4 separate regions of the Mus musculus genome follow, and all the other regions are linked to region 1. A link is a contact called in public HiCAR-type, HiChIP or PLAC-seq and promoter capture Hi-C data. All regions are on one chromosome and are shown on one strand. The core of a region is the stretch at or near the end of the contact, and the rest is flanking DNA. Distances in the headings are between cores, read along the strand shown. Region 1 holds the start of Dazl (deleted in azoospermia-like). Region 2 holds the start of Daam2 (dishevelled associated activator of morphogenesis 2). Region 3 overlaps Tbc1d5 (TBC1 domain family, member 5). Region 4 overlaps Tbc1d5 (TBC1 domain family, member 5).

Evidence for each region. Promoter capture Hi-C pulls out the DNA fragments that hold promoters and counts their contacts. HiCAR-type assays count read pairs that join an accessible place to other places. HiChIP or PLAC-seq counts read pairs in DNA pulled down with a chosen protein or histone mark.
Region 2: a HiCAR-type map of astrocytes shows a contact between it and region 1, with 2.2 times the contacts expected there. The contact joins the promoter of Daam2 here to the promoter of Dazl in region 1. A contact is called at or near these places in 2 of 115 datasets of contacts at active chromatin or transcription factors (astrocytes and embryonic stem cells).
Region 3: a contact with region 1 is called in an H3K4me3 HiChIP or PLAC-seq map of bone marrow-derived macrophages, with 7 times the contacts expected there. The contact joins the enhancer-like site here to the promoter of Dazl in region 1. A contact is called at or near these places in 4 of 39 promoter capture datasets (the 3T3-L1 cell line, liver and pre-B cells), 1 of 484 Hi-C or Micro-C datasets (embryonic stem cells), 2 of 115 datasets of contacts at active chromatin or transcription factors (bone marrow-derived macrophages and microglia) and 3 of 9 other capture datasets (adipose tissue, liver and pancreatic islet).
Region 4: a promoter capture Hi-C map of neutrophils shows a contact between it and region 1, with 4 times the contacts expected there. The contact joins the enhancer-like site here to the promoter of Dazl in region 1. A contact is called at or near these places in 10 of 39 promoter capture datasets (HPC-7-derived erythroid cells, frontonasal cranial neural crest, hematopoietic stem and progenitor cells and 6 more) and 2 of 9 other capture datasets (adipose tissue and pancreatic islet).

The regions. Positions count from the first base shown.
Region 1 is chr17:50,291,685-50,295,198 of GRCm38.p6, reverse strand. It overlaps Dazl (deleted in azoospermia-like), which reads left to right and starts at 1,579. Exons shown (of 11, transcript NM_010021.5): 1 at 1,579-1,792. The coding sequence starts at 1,790.
Region 2 is chr17:49,562,536-49,566,049 of GRCm38.p6, reverse strand. Daam2 (dishevelled associated activator of morphogenesis 2) reads left to right here and starts at 1,740. Exons shown (of 25, transcript NM_001379372.1): 1 at 1,740-1,847.
Region 3 is chr17:50,991,887-50,995,400 of GRCm38.p6, reverse strand. The region is part of intron 3 of Tbc1d5 (TBC1 domain family, member 5); the gene reads left to right. Among named protein-coding and RNA genes, the nearest start is that of Gm31083, 110 kb to the right of the region's middle. Within about 2 kb of position 1,585, at least 121 of the 459 cell types and tissues checked have an H3K27ac peak or open chromatin away from gene starts, as enhancers often do. A contact at or near this core is called in adipose tissue, bone marrow-derived macrophages, liver and 2 more, where this site is marked.
Region 4 is chr17:50,888,065-50,891,578 of GRCm38.p6, reverse strand. The region is part of intron 13 of Tbc1d5 (TBC1 domain family, member 5); the gene reads left to right. Gm31083 (a long non-coding RNA gene) reads right to left here. Exons shown (of 3, transcript XR_385639.3): 3 at 114-353. Among named protein-coding and RNA genes, the nearest start is that of Gm31083, 9.9 kb to the right of the region's middle. Within about 2 kb of position 1,923, at least 19 of the 459 cell types and tissues checked have an H3K27ac peak or open chromatin away from gene starts, as enhancers often do. A contact at or near this core is called in neutrophils, where this site is marked.

The DNA.
Region 1 (3,514 bases), core at 330-2,829:
CAAGCGTTTAAACGCCTTGCCTAAGAATCTTTTGCAGGGAAGGGGATAGTGAACTGGGAAAACCTGGCTCTTCCTTTCGAGATTCCAGTAACAAACATGTCATAACTATAAACGCCAAACTTGGAGAGCGCAGGAATGGAAGGTCAAACACCAATGAGAGTTAGATGGTTTTGGGTTTGCTCTAGTCTGCACGGTGCTCCCCGTCCCCTCACGTCCGTGCTTTTCCTCAGGATGATGCCTTGCCAGAACACCGGTGTGCTGCAAGGTGCTCAGCTCCAAATCGGGCTGCACCGCTTCAGCTTTCCCCATCCAGCCAACGCAGGAAGGCCTGGAGCTACAGAGTTTAGAGCCATCTCTCCGCTGCTCATTAACCAACCATTCCAGCTGTCTGTAGTGGGTTTTTTTCTTCTCTACACTAAAATGAGGACAGTCCAGGCCCTTTGTTAGACTGTTCACACCACCATGTAGCCACCTACCGAAGGCCAGTGGAGAATCGGATCTTCACCGCTGTAGTTTCGAGCTTAATTTTAGTTTCAGAATTTTGGAATTTCCCCCCTTTCAAATAGGTGCAATCTACCCTTATTTGTTTTATTTTTATTTATTATTTTAATACTATTTTCTCCATCATTGCTGCATGGTTAGTGGCAATCTTAAGCTGTTTTGCCAGCTTTAAAAAAAAAAAAAGCTGTAATACTTATCATCTGTACAAAAGGTAGTCAGGACGGTATAAGTACTAGGTGGTTCTGCCGTAAGGTTATCTCCACCAAGCACCCTACAGCTCGGCTCTGCTGTAGGTAGGTAGGCCCCGTTTCTCTGGCCTTGAGAATGTTCTAGAATTCTCTCAGCTGGCCTAGCTTGTTTCTGTAAAGCCTACAAGAGAAACGCTCACACTGCAACCTAAATTCCACGAAGGGAGGGATATTCTCTCGTGTGGTCTGGTCACTGCTGTGTCCTTTGTACCGGATAATTCGGGCATTTATTTGAAGGGGCGGGGGGGGGGGAGAAAAAAAACGGAAGAAAAAAACTAAGTCCTGATGGCTGACGGGCCGGCCCGTGAGGCATGAGGTGCGCCTTCCACATGCACCCGGACTCAACCTTCTCAATGTGGCTGAAAAAGAGGGTGAAGGGGCCCGGCCAGGCAAGGCCTGCTCTCTAGTCGTGCCGCCCGTTATTAATTTCTATTTCTGCGGGCATTTTGTAAATTTTAAATTCGGCCGCCAAGCTTTGCTGACGGGATAACGCCATGCCTTCGAGGTGCCATTTTTGAGGTAATGACTTGAATAAATGCTTTCCTGACAGAACTCTGAGCACCGTCCTGCCCAGGACTTATTTCACAGGGGCTTCGGACACGGTCCTGGGGGGGCTAGGGAGTGGCAGGAGTCGGTCCATCTGTCTGTCAGTGAGGCTCGGGCCTGCTCGGCAGCCGAGACCCTTACGTAGATGTCGCGCATGCTCCATGCGCACCCCTCACGCACTCCGTGGGCGACGTGGGTCCCCTGGCCCCCCTTGCGAGGCCCTAGCGCTGCCGCCTATTGGCTGTAGCACGTCACGAGGCCAGCCACGCACAGTCATCCCCCCGGGGCGCGCAGCCCACGCCTCAGTGACTCGGCGACCCTCAGCACGCTCGCTTCGGGACTCCGCTGTCTCCGTGGCCGTGGGCTCTCTTTCCACCACCGCCTCGGCTTTTTTTTGCCCGTTGGCCGGCTAGGCAGCCACCTCACGTAGCTGCCCCGTCGCGTGGCTTCTGCTCCACCTTCGAGGTTTTACCACCCGAACTCTGGCCGCCATCATGGTGAGTCGAGGGCAGGCCCCGGGGTGGCAGTGCAAGACCAGCCGGAGGCCGCGATTCCTTACGCGGAGGTTTAAAAATCGGCCTTTTCTGGTGTAGCACAGAGAAGTGGGGAGAGGGCATAAAGAGGGTCCTTTCATATTTCCGGTTCTGGGTTCCTCCCCCACCGGACAGCCCCCAGGGTGAGGCCTGGAGGACAAGAGTGGCGGCCTTGCTGCCTTTGCGGCCTACACCAGCACTGAGGGGTTGCGGGGAGATGGCGGGCAGCCCTGGGGACCTCGGGCAGCCCCGGGGTGGGCCACGTGCACGGCCTGGGCGTCACGTGACGGCTCTTTCCCGCCTTTGGGCCGCGGTGCCCGTAGGAGCAGGCCTTAGGCGAGGCCTGCCGCGGCCCAGCCCCCACCCCGCGGCCCAGCTCCTCCGCACGAGCGCCCGGGCTTCCGGGTCGGAGCGCCGCAGCGCGGGCGCCTCCGCCAGGTGGCGCCTAGGCTGGCCGCGCCGGGTCCTGCGGCCTGGCGGCTTGGCCGCGGCGTGGAAAGGACCCGGAGGGCGTGGTTATCGGGAGGCTGAGGGCGGGCCCTGTCGCCTGGTGACTGTGGGTGGGGTGGAGGCGGCTTTGCGGGAGCTTGGCTTGCGTGGGCTGGGGGAGGAGCCAGAGGCCTGAGCCGGGCGGGGGTCGGGGAAAGCGGGACCGGACAGCTCTGCTGTAATCGCCGCTGCCGCCGCCAGCAGACTGACTGAGGCGTTGCCAGGCTAGCTTGGGCTACTGAAAACAAACGTTGATAGCCATTTAATCACAAATCCGTTAGATGTTGCATGTTCGTTTAAAATTTTTTTCCATTTTAGAGGTAAAGGAAGAAATTTATACTACTTATGACCGATGTTAACTTAAGTTGGAATTCAAATTAAGCATTTATAATGTGAAATAGGTACTTGTCTATCACAATAATTTAAATCGCACAATATTGGACCGTTTTCTCACTACATTAGGGTTAAACATTTGATAACTGCAGATTTTTATCTATTGGCCAGTATTTGTAGCATACATGGGAATTTGCTTAGCATAGTGATTTAATTACATTTCAAAAATGTGAATCCTGAAATCTTTAATAACTATTCTCAGCTTCTAGCTATATTTGATATGTGGATTTTCCAATACAATGAAGTATGGTACTGTACAAAATAGGCAAATTTTTGTGTGCTGGCTCATTGCTGGTATTCTAATATTTCTCATAGCTAATTCAGAGGTATAATTAAATATGTCTTAAATTTAATACAGTTTGTTTTCAGTATGCTATTATAGTCCATTGATGAGTAAGATACTTTCCCACCAGGGTCAGTAGTGGGCATTTAGGTGTGTGGAAATTTACAATTATTGGGGACAGCAGGGGGCCATATGGAGCCCTTTAGAAGTTCAGGTCAACTCTGGCAACATAAGACGTCATTTAAAATAAATAATTGTACTCAAGAAGTAGAGGCATGAGTTTGAAGCCAGCCTGGTCTACATAGCAAGTTTTCAGGACAGCCAGAGTTACATAATAAGATCCTATCTCTTAAGTATAAAATTATACTTTCTTAAACATCAACCTGACTTACAAGTATTTGGTTGTAGAGTGGTTTTGGTCATATTTAAAAAGTAACTAAAGCATCTATCAGTTGTGGGTGTTTTACTTATTAAGCATACAGTAGGAATTAGGTCTTATTAAAATGGATTCTTTGCTTTCT
Region 2 (3,514 bases), core at 491-2,990, 730 kb after region 1:
TCAAGATGGCGGACTCCTATTGGGACTTGGTGCGCTAGGATTGGTATGGGGTGCCATCCCATTTCACAAAACCCTTTGGGACTCACTGGCCTAAAAAAAAAAAAAAAAAAAAAAAACAAAAATCTCAGCACCAATTTCTTCTGATTTGAGCTTTTCTTATTTTTTTTCCCATCCCAGCTCTGCCTCACCTCTTCTTTCCCTTTTGATTTTTTTAAAAGTTTTCAAAAATTGTCTTTAAATTTTATTTAAATAAGTTTAAGGGTTTTTTTTTATTTTGTCTGTTTATTTTTTGTGTGTGAGAAATTTATTTTTTTTCCTATATGCTAGATTGGTTGTTTGGTTGTGTGTGTGTGTATGTGTGTGTGTGTGTGTTTATGAACTTGTAGAATGTGCCACCACATGCCTGTGGAGGTCAGAAGACATCGAGCAGCAGTTATGTCTCTCTCTTTCCACCATGTAGGCAGGCTCTGGGAATCAGCTGAGGTCTTCAGGCTTGTCCACCAGTACCTTGACCAGTTGAAGAACCTTGCCAGTCAGCTCTCAGATCTGCCCATCTTTCAATGTATCCCGCTCCTCATTTTGTCTGGAGAGATGTCTCTCAGTGGTTTGTGTCTTGCAGACACACACTCCCAACTGCTTCAGGGGGCCGGTGCTAATGAGACCATTCCCTTTCCTTCGGTTTCCTTTCCTGTTTTGCTCAACCCATCCCATGTTTCTTTATGATGGCACAATAAAGTTTGCTTGTGGGATAATTCAGAAAGGAGATGGTTCACTGCAGATGGTCAGTAAATAAGTCAACCATATGTCTCCTACACCTAAATAATTTTCCACTCCCCCTCTCTTAACAATAATAACAATAATAGATTGCTTTTATGTAGGACTTGCTACGTGGCTGCCAATATTGACAATAAATAGTTGGAAAGGGGGACATCTGGGTGTGGGCAGGGTACACAATAAATAGGCATGCAAGGTACTGTGGGTTATAGAGACAGCTGCTCTTAACTGACACCATTTCCGGTTTGGCCAACGAGACCCACAACCCCACATTTTAAAACACTAAATGCAAGCTTTTGGAGGATGAATAAGCTATTGTATATGGCGTGAACTACGTGTATAAGCAATAGGGTCGGATGAACTGGCCAGCTCTGAGTTGGAAAAAGCATACAAAGAGGCAAGGAGTGTGGAACATAATTTAATAAAAATAAATTTTATAAAAAACCCTATGAATTCCCAAAGAAGAAGTGGAAAAGTTGTTAGGGTGTGGTGCAAGCCTTCTAATTAGTGGTTGCTCTGTGCTGCTGGCTTATCTCTCTTGCCAACACCTTCCAGGCATACACTGACCAGCGAAGGCACCCTGCTTTCCAGCCTGATAGTTGGCTCCCCACATGGTCCTCTGCTAGTTGGCCAGAGGAGGGGAGGCTTCTGCTTAGATGGCCACTTTTAGCCTCTTTGACCCTGATATGCTTCCAAAAAGAGGCAGCCCCCAAGAAGGGCTGGATGCCAAAGTGAGAAAGAGCGGGCCCCAGTCCTGCTGGTCCTGCTGTGTACCGGTGGCTGTCTCTGTCCCAGTCAGTTCCCAGCGTGAAAACTGCAAATCAACTCCCAAGTTGCTGCCATCGGATCAGCACCTAGGGGAAAAAGCCAGAGTCTCTCCTAGCCATAAATATCCCTAGCTCCAAGACGCCTGACGTCAGAGCGGGGCGGGCGGCGGCGCGAGGCCGGCCGGGAGGGAACAGCCTGCTTTCTCCGGAGTCCTGAGCAGCCAAGGACTGAGCTGAGCAAGCGGAGCGCGGTGCCTGCGGGAAGCCGGGACAGCAGCAGCCTCACCGTGCCATGCGGGCCTCAGGGTAGGTGCAGCACTGGAGACTTAGGCGCGGGGAGACATCAGGACACTTTTCTGCCGCTTTACTTTTCCCTGTTGCGTTGGCGTCGGAAAGGCAGCCCCTCCAGCAGCTGCCTGTTTTGTTCTGGAAAATGTTTGCAGAGACTCCGATCCTGGAGTGGGCTGTGTGTGCGTGCAGAGGGGGTGGAGTGAGGAGTGTGTGCATCGGGCCACTCACTGTACACGGCTTCGGAAAACTTTGGAAAACTTTTTAGCGGCTTTGCAATTAGACTCCTGATGGCTTGAGCGAAACGACATAGATAGCACCCCGCTCCCAGATGCTGACAACTTCTTCGGTGGCTACTTTGCCCATTTCGGTGTGTGCGTTCTGTTAGGTGGACTGAAGTCTTTCCAAGCCGACAGCTCCCACTTGTAGGCAGGGCCTTAACAAGGAGGATGGGCAGCCTAGTGGAGTGGCTCTTGTTCTTCAGATAGCGGGACCTTGGGCATGCCGAGAAGCATCAGGGAGATCAGGGAGAGAGAATCCCCAGGCTGTGGCCCTTGGCACCTGTGGGACAGTCCAAACTCTTGCTATGTTGGGGTCTAACCTTCGATGCACTGGGATTCTAACAACGCAGAAAGGATTTAGTGTGGCCACAGGTAACAGGGTGGGAGAGAAGGAGGAGGAGGAGAAGGGAGGGCAGGAGGAATATGATGGAGGAGAAGGGAGGAGAGGAGGAGGAGATGATAGTGCTGCTGGCTGCTATAGTCCTGTGTCCAGCTCTGTGTCAGGAGCAGGGTTGGATGTTTCTGCCCCATGTGCCCATAGTGGGCTAACTTCAGGTTCTCTGGGAGGGACACGGGCTGCAACACCCAAAACAAAATGTATACTGGTAACATAAAGAGACTTGTTTGAGCTGTGGGCAGAGGGAGGGGGCGGTAGGGGAGAGCAAGAGAGATTTTTATCAAAATTGAACACAGATTGCTGGAGTCTGGGCTTGGTTTAACCCTTCTCTCTCTCTGCCTTGGCTGCTTCTCTGCAGCCCTGGGGAGTGTGTGGCCAGTTCCTGGGATGGGGGGAGGGCAGCGTCCTCCCCCCACCCCAGGGGGGTTGTCTGGAAGTCCCCAGGGGCACGGAAGTCACTTTTCTGACTCTCAAGAGCTTTTCCAGTTTTGTGTTGTCCTTCTCTGTGTGGCATCTGTTTCTCAGGAGAGAATGAAGTTGTGCAGGGTTGTTTTGGGGGGGTGGCCACAGGGGTCCACCAACCAGAGAATACACAGTGTACAGTCCTGTGCATGTGTCTGTAGCAGGGATGACAAACAAGTGACGGAGAGAGAGCCTGGATTGGCAGCCATGCTGTCTCTGAAGTCTCTGGTTTTACATCTTGCAGTAGAGCCAACTAACAGTGTTTAGATGGGAGGGAGGAAGCCTGGACTCACCCTATGGTGGGGGGTGTGGGGAGAGAGAGAGAGAGAGAGAGAGAGAGAGAGAGAGAGAGAGAGAGAGAGAGAGAGAGAATGAACAGACCACGGGAAGGAAGGAAATCTGGAAATAAAAACAGAACCACAGGAAGTTGAGATTTGGGGAGGATTTTAAAAATTATACAAATTGACCCCCTGGGAAGTACCGGAAACGACTGAGCAGGCAGCCATGCCATGAAGTGTGTGCGTGGTGGTGATGTGAGACAGGGA
Region 3 (3,514 bases), core at 336-2,835, 700 kb before region 1:
TTCCTGGAAACAAAGGTCCTCTTTTGGTTGCTGCCTTTTCCTTTATGTAACATTAAATTTCCTGAGAAAATTCCAATTTGTTTGAGGCCCATTGTTTCAGTAGTCTTGATAGTCAAGTTGACTCAAGCGTCTCTTTAAGATATCTCCATTTCTGTTAGACTGGTTACAGTTTCCTACTTTCTGTCTTAGCATCTCACTCTTGAGGTGCAACATGTCTATATTGGAAACAAATATAATGCAAATAGGGAGTAAAATTAGAACATGTTTTCTTAATGTGGGGCAGCAATGCATGCAACCCATTTTCATAAGCTCTTGGTCTTTTGTTACTTTTAGAAAGGTTGGCTCAGGCAGTTTCATCTTGTTGTTTTGAGAGGGTCTTTTCAAAATGCCTAGGCTGGCCACAAATTTATGAACCTCTTCTTTTAGCTTTACAACTCACAGGAAAGCACACCATGACTTCTGTGACTTTATATCAGTTCTTCCAACAATCCCCCCCCCCCCAAGCCCCTTGCTTCTGAATAGTATTTTCTGAAGACAAAGTCTAGTGCTTTGTTTTCCATAGTCCTTCAATGCTGGGGAATGATCACCCTGGTTGGTCTGGTTTGATCCCATGTTTGGAGATATAAGTCAGGGAGTTCATGCCAATAAACCCTTTATACCCAAGCTAAGCATATGGTGTACTGAAGAAATGACCTTTAGGTCAGACATGCGAAATCCATTCTGTTTGTGCTATGGGTAATATCCTAGCATCTCAAAAATGTCATTCGGGTTCCTTATCAGAAGCTATACTTCTCTAGTTATATTCTGTAGAATGTTATAAGGCTTTTCACTACCATAGCTACCAAATCATACACAATTGTAAGCCATAAGTCTTTTACAAAAACATAACCAGTACTAAAACTACTATAAACCCTGTAAACAGTGTGGTCAGGATCTGCCTGCAATCATCCACATTTGCCTATATGTATAGTTAAAGAGCCTATAGTTAAAGATTCTGAAACAGAATGGTTTTAAGTCTTCCAGTTATACAAGTCACTGATAGAGAAGGAGACATAAACCATGAATGAGTGGAACTTCCACCCCAGTCACTACTCACATTACTCAGATTACCCCAGTGTGACTAGAACACTTTACAGGGCACACAGAGCTGCTTAAGCCTCTAGGATTAGACTGCAGGGGTTCTCTTGGATGAGAGGCTGGGCTGTTGCCCTCTTCCACACAGGGAACAGGACCTTTTTTCACCTAGAGCAGTATTCACCTAAGTAAGACAGAACCAAACAGTCAGGAAGAGATAGATCAATTTCTTCTAGAATGGCTGAGAGAACAGGCAGAGGTTTTGACTTCCTCTGAGTGCCCTGGCCAAGACAAATGTAATTTAGAGTCAATACCACAAGAGCACAGGTTGTAAGCCAGAATGGAAGTACTTTTTACAAGAGAACGATTGTTTACTACAGGGAAACTGGTGGCTGCAACACTTGGGAGCTGCTGGTGTAATCATAGCAAAAGGCAGTAGCCAGCTGCTGTGCAGCCACTTTCACCCCTGGAAAGCAGGATATTGCAGCATGGGTGGTCAGCCCACTGTGGCCTGTGAGCCTTCAGGAAGTCATGTGCTGTCTCAGAGATAGTAATGGCTACAGTCTTGCAATGACTCACTACTTCCCCATTTTAGATCTGTTTCTCCAACCAATATAACTGACAAAAACACACAAAGTGAAATAGACACACATCTCTCATACTGAGAGACACATAGTAAAGTCAGCCAGGGGTGGCTACCATACACTCATGTATCTGAACAGGCCAGGTGAGTTCTGTGATGCAGAATCTATGCTCCTGTATGTCTTCTCCTCTTGTGTCCTACCTAGATGTCACCTCCTGCAGATGACACTTAACCTTTGGAGTCATCCGAATCAGATGACTTTTGTCTTTTGGGGAACTGGATTCAGATGCTTCTAGAGTACTAGACAGTGATTGTTGGGAGAGGTTTTCCCCAGCGCCTGGGATAAATCAAGGTACATACCCTCTAGGACTCCTCTATAGCCAGAGTATTCCTTCCTACTCCTGTGGGTACCATCAGTTTTGGGATCCAGTCTCTAAGGCTCTCACTGGGGCATGGGCACAACCTGAACCTCTAAAATGCTTCAGGGAGTCCACCAGTTATGTCATAGCCCACAGTCAGTTAAAAGTCAATTCCTGTTAGTTGGGAGTACACTTAGATATTCTGTACCTAAATGTAGTATCGGACATTTAGATCAAAGTGCTTTTAAAGGCAAAACCCTATCCTGTATCTCATCTGGCAGTTATAGGTGGATATTTTGTGCAAGCAAGCAGTTTGGCAGAAGCTATAATACACAATAAACTGGAGTTTTAATAAAACAATAAATAACGTTTTGCTCAAGCAGGTAGTGTAACAGAAGCCCAGATAAATTAGCTGGGGCATCTTGACCTTAGTTTTTTAGAATCATTTAAGTAATTTTCCACAGGTTTCTCCATCAAAGAGATCAAATTATAGTTAAATCTGAAATGGACTCAGCAAGAATACAAGGTAGAGGAAACTCTGTACTATCTTGCCCTTTTATAGTAGGAAAGGCCTGTATTGAGGCAGCCTAATGAAACTCCTTATTCAAATATATTTTTCTTGCTTTCTGTTTTCTGTAAGATCAGTTCTAGAAGTGTTTAACAATTGCCTTGCCATTGAATTTTAAAATCCTAGGAAAGTTAACACATTGGTCCAGTTGCATGAATGCAAACTTGAATTAGAAAATGCATTTATTAATTAGGGCATACTTAACATTTTTCTAGATACCTTCTAATTTGTTAGTTTGTATAAAATCAATAACCAATTACTTTGATATCTGTTATGGTGTGTAGTAATAGTTAAATTTGATAATTAGTTTGTCATAGATTTTAAAATATAATAATATAATAATTTTTAATTTTCATTATTATCAAGTTTGTCATTTCTGTTAATAATTATGCATTATAAAATGGTAAATGCAAGTAATTATAGGTTTCAAATTTTATAAGCTATTTTTAAAGTAACAATTCTTTAATAGAAAATACATTTTACAAATTATATATACTTTCTGATTCATTACTTCTTGGAATTTTGAAGGACTCATAATTTTTTTAATTGAGTATGAAGGTTCCAGTGAGTTTGATTTATAGTGATAGATGTTTTGTAATATTAATGATATGCTTGAAAACATTTATCTTGGATTTTTTGTATGAACTTTGAAACTTTAGATTCAAAATTCTTTTAATATTGAATGAATGTATTCAATTATCAACTAAAAAACATGAATGAGATTAGTTACCATTGTTAACAAATGGCAGTTAATACCCTGCAAATAGTTTCTATTTGAATTTTTTAGATACAACAAAAAAGATATTAACTCCCTATAGTGTTTCAGTTAATGGATGTCTTTTCATTTTTATTAAGTTTTGCACACCCATTATTAATACTGTCTTAAGGAACCAAAAAAAAAAAAAAACCAAACCAACTTTTCTTAAGACA
Region 4 (3,514 bases), core at 674-3,173, 600 kb before region 1:
GTGCATTCTACACACATTCTTCAACATAATATCTGAAAACCATCCCACAGGATCATATCTTTAGTAATAACTCTAACTGAATTTTGCATAGACTCTTTAAACCATACTGTTTTAAACCATAACTTTAAAGGCCAGGAACCATACCTCTTCCAGTCTTTCCTACAGTATTTGAAGTAATCCAGTGAGGAGATGGGCATTAGTGATTCTTTTTGTCACAGAAAGCAGAGCAGATATCAGCAAGGAGTGTGTTGTCTATGCAGTTTTGGAGCTGTGTTCTACAAGGATAAGTTTTGGATGGCCCTTTATGACAAGGTCTGGAATAGCTGATTGTAGTGCTGCCTTGACCACAACACCTATGAGAAGATAGATGAAGCTGAGCAGAATCTCTTAGCAATGTGGAGAGCACTTAGAAAATGTACTTCTGAGTTTTCAACCTTTAAATAGCCTCTTGTAGACTCTTATGTCTTCCTCTCTCCTCAGACCAGGTCTCACTGTAGTGGTCCAAGCTGGTTACAGATGCATAGTCCTCTGCTTAAGCTTTCCAGCTGCTTGGACTGCAGGCCTCATATTACTACACTCTGCTTATCTGTACCTTACTAAGGCCCTTTTGGTAAAGTCAGACCATTAATAAAATCAAAATTATATTTACGCGACTTTTAATGTTTTTATAAGAAGTAATTGTTTTTCATTCTTTTAGATTAGTACACTCAGTATTTTAATGCCTAAGCTAGATTTAAATATTTATCATCTTATTTTAATTAAAAGGTTACCTGAATAATTGGTTTTACACTAATTGATTTTAGTATCATTTCTAAGCTGACTTTTTCAGTATTTTACCTGTAGCCACCAGCTCCAAATTGATTGTAATGTTTATTCTTAGATCTGTTGGGAAGCTTAAATCTGTTCTCAGCTCCAGTTTCTTAGCTTTGATTTAATACTTGGTATAATACTGCAACATTATAAAATCCATTGTGATGACTAATCTTGCTTGTCAATTTGAGACAGCTGGGAAGAAGAAATCTCAGTAGAGGAAACTGCTTCCATCAGATTAGCTATGGGCATGTCTTTGAGGCATTGTCTTGATTTGGTTTTGGTTCCAAGGCCTTGTGCATGCCATACCACTTAACCACTAAGCTATACCGAAGGACCCAATTTCGATTTCTATAACAATTTAGGTGATAATACAGGATTCCTCGATTTTCCAGCTGTTCATGAAGTGGGTGTTCTTTATGGAATAGGTAGTATTAGTTCTGTCACTGCAGTTATTCCTTGACATGGACTTTTAATAACAAACTCTCAAGGTCATTTGGCATCCTTAAATTTCCAGTTCCTATAGCAGCTCAGAACCCTCTCGCATCAGAACGATACCCTTTGCCTTGTCTTGCTCACTCCCTTTGCTGTCATCCCTTCACAACATGACTTCTCTTTCCTTCATCCCCTGATTTTCCCTTCGTCATTTACTACACTAATGTTCACCAGTTATCAGCCTCCCAGCAGCCACCTAAAAGCCAGGGAGGGAGGCATGGTAGTCCTCCTGGCATCCCAGGACATGGAGAGCAGAGACAGAATCTCCAGAGCAATCCTGTTAGCTAGACTAGCATGAATGGTGAGCTCTGGATTTAGCAAATGGTGTACTTCAGTGGCTGAGATGAAAAGCAATTAGGGAAGATACCTGCATCGGTTATTTGTCTCCATGTATACACAGTGCCCCCCACACATGAACAAACACAGAATACACACACAAATGCTAAAAGGGTTTTGGACAACTATGCTTACTGACTCACTTTTTCTGACATCAAGGAGATGCCAGCCCTGTGTCACAACCCTTCAGTATTGCTTTCCTTCTTAAATGCTCAGCTCTTGTCCCCAACTCCTACTGCAATTCTCTTGCTACTTGCATCACTAAGAACATAGAAAAGGTCTTCTTTACCACTTCCTCAGTATGTTTCGCAATATCTTTCATCTCCCTAATGCCTTTTAACATGCACCCTGGCTCTTCATAAATACCATGCCCTACTCAAAAGTGTGCCTATGTAACTACTTCCAGGTCATCCTACAGTATTAATTTCTTCTCTACAGTATTAATTTTAGTTTGTATAAAACATTTCATTTGTTGTTTGCTAGAATTTGATATATTGTAATAATATTAAATCTAAGCTATCATTACTATGTTAGCTTTAACCAAACTAGACCTTTTTTTTTTTATATTGCTGCTATGAAATTGACTATTCCTTTAGAGGTTCAAGAAGGCCTTTAGGGGCCAACAAGGTGGCTCAGTGGGAGAAGGTGCTTATCACTCGGCCTGATGGTAGGAGTGTGATCTCTTGAGAGATGGTGGAAAGAAAAAGCTAAATCCTAAAAATCGCCCTTTGATTCCCAAATGTATTTATTCCATGAACTTATATACACATACAAAATAATAAATAAATAAATAAATAAATAAATAAATAAATAAATAAATGTAATGGAAAAGAAAAAATGAGACCACTTGAAAATTTTGTATGGTTTTTTTTTTTAATCTACAAATCTATGTTCATGGTTAACTTTTAAATCACATACAATGTTGATCTTTTTTACATTTTAATTTTGGGGTTCGGGGCAGAGGCTGTCTATACACTATGATGCACATGTGGAGGTCAGAGGATCTCTGAAGCAGAGCTTTCTGCTGCTGTGCCAGTTGCTGCAGGCTGTCTGGCTCATAAGCTTTGAGGTGATTCTCCTATCTCTGCCTCCTATCTTCCTATAGGATTGTAGGAAGCATTACTGATGCATGCTGCTGCACCTAGATTTTTATGTTAGTTAATGAATCAGATGTGGGTCATCATGCTCTTTTACCCACTGACCCATCTTCCTCACCCAACAGTGTTCATAAAATTAATGGTAATAGCTTTTGTTGTTAGTTATTATTTTTTAACTGAGACTATGTTCTTAGTTTCATATTGGTCATTGTTTTTCATACCTTGTAGAGCAGCCTGAACACTGTGTCCTTCTCTTCACTTGTTCAAAATTACATGTATATAAGTATATACTATAGGTACACATACCAGAGAAACAAACATTGCCCCTCTTTGCCTGATGTTCATATTAGTTGTGTCCTGTTTCTTACATATTTTCATTGTGCAACACTACAACTTCCACTCTCTAAAATACACTCTTCTCAGTCTGTCACCTCCTGATCCCTCCCCACCCCATGCCACCTACCAGCATTTATCTAATATTCTACACAGGATGGTAATGTTTTATTTGTTTATGGGTCTTTTATCTCCGGTACCACTGACTCTATCTTTTCTAAGATATTCTTTCTACTGGATGTCCAGACACACCATTGTGGTTTTCTCTGACTGTTTTCTCTCAATCTCTTTGCTCATTGTTCATTGATTGTAAATGCTAGCATGTCCTACCACTAAGTTCTTAGGCCTCTTCTCTATCCTCCTATGAGCTATGTAGTGCTGTGCCTTTTAAGTGTTGTCTCTAGATTCCTAGCTTTAAAAGATGTATCTCCAGCCTTTGATCC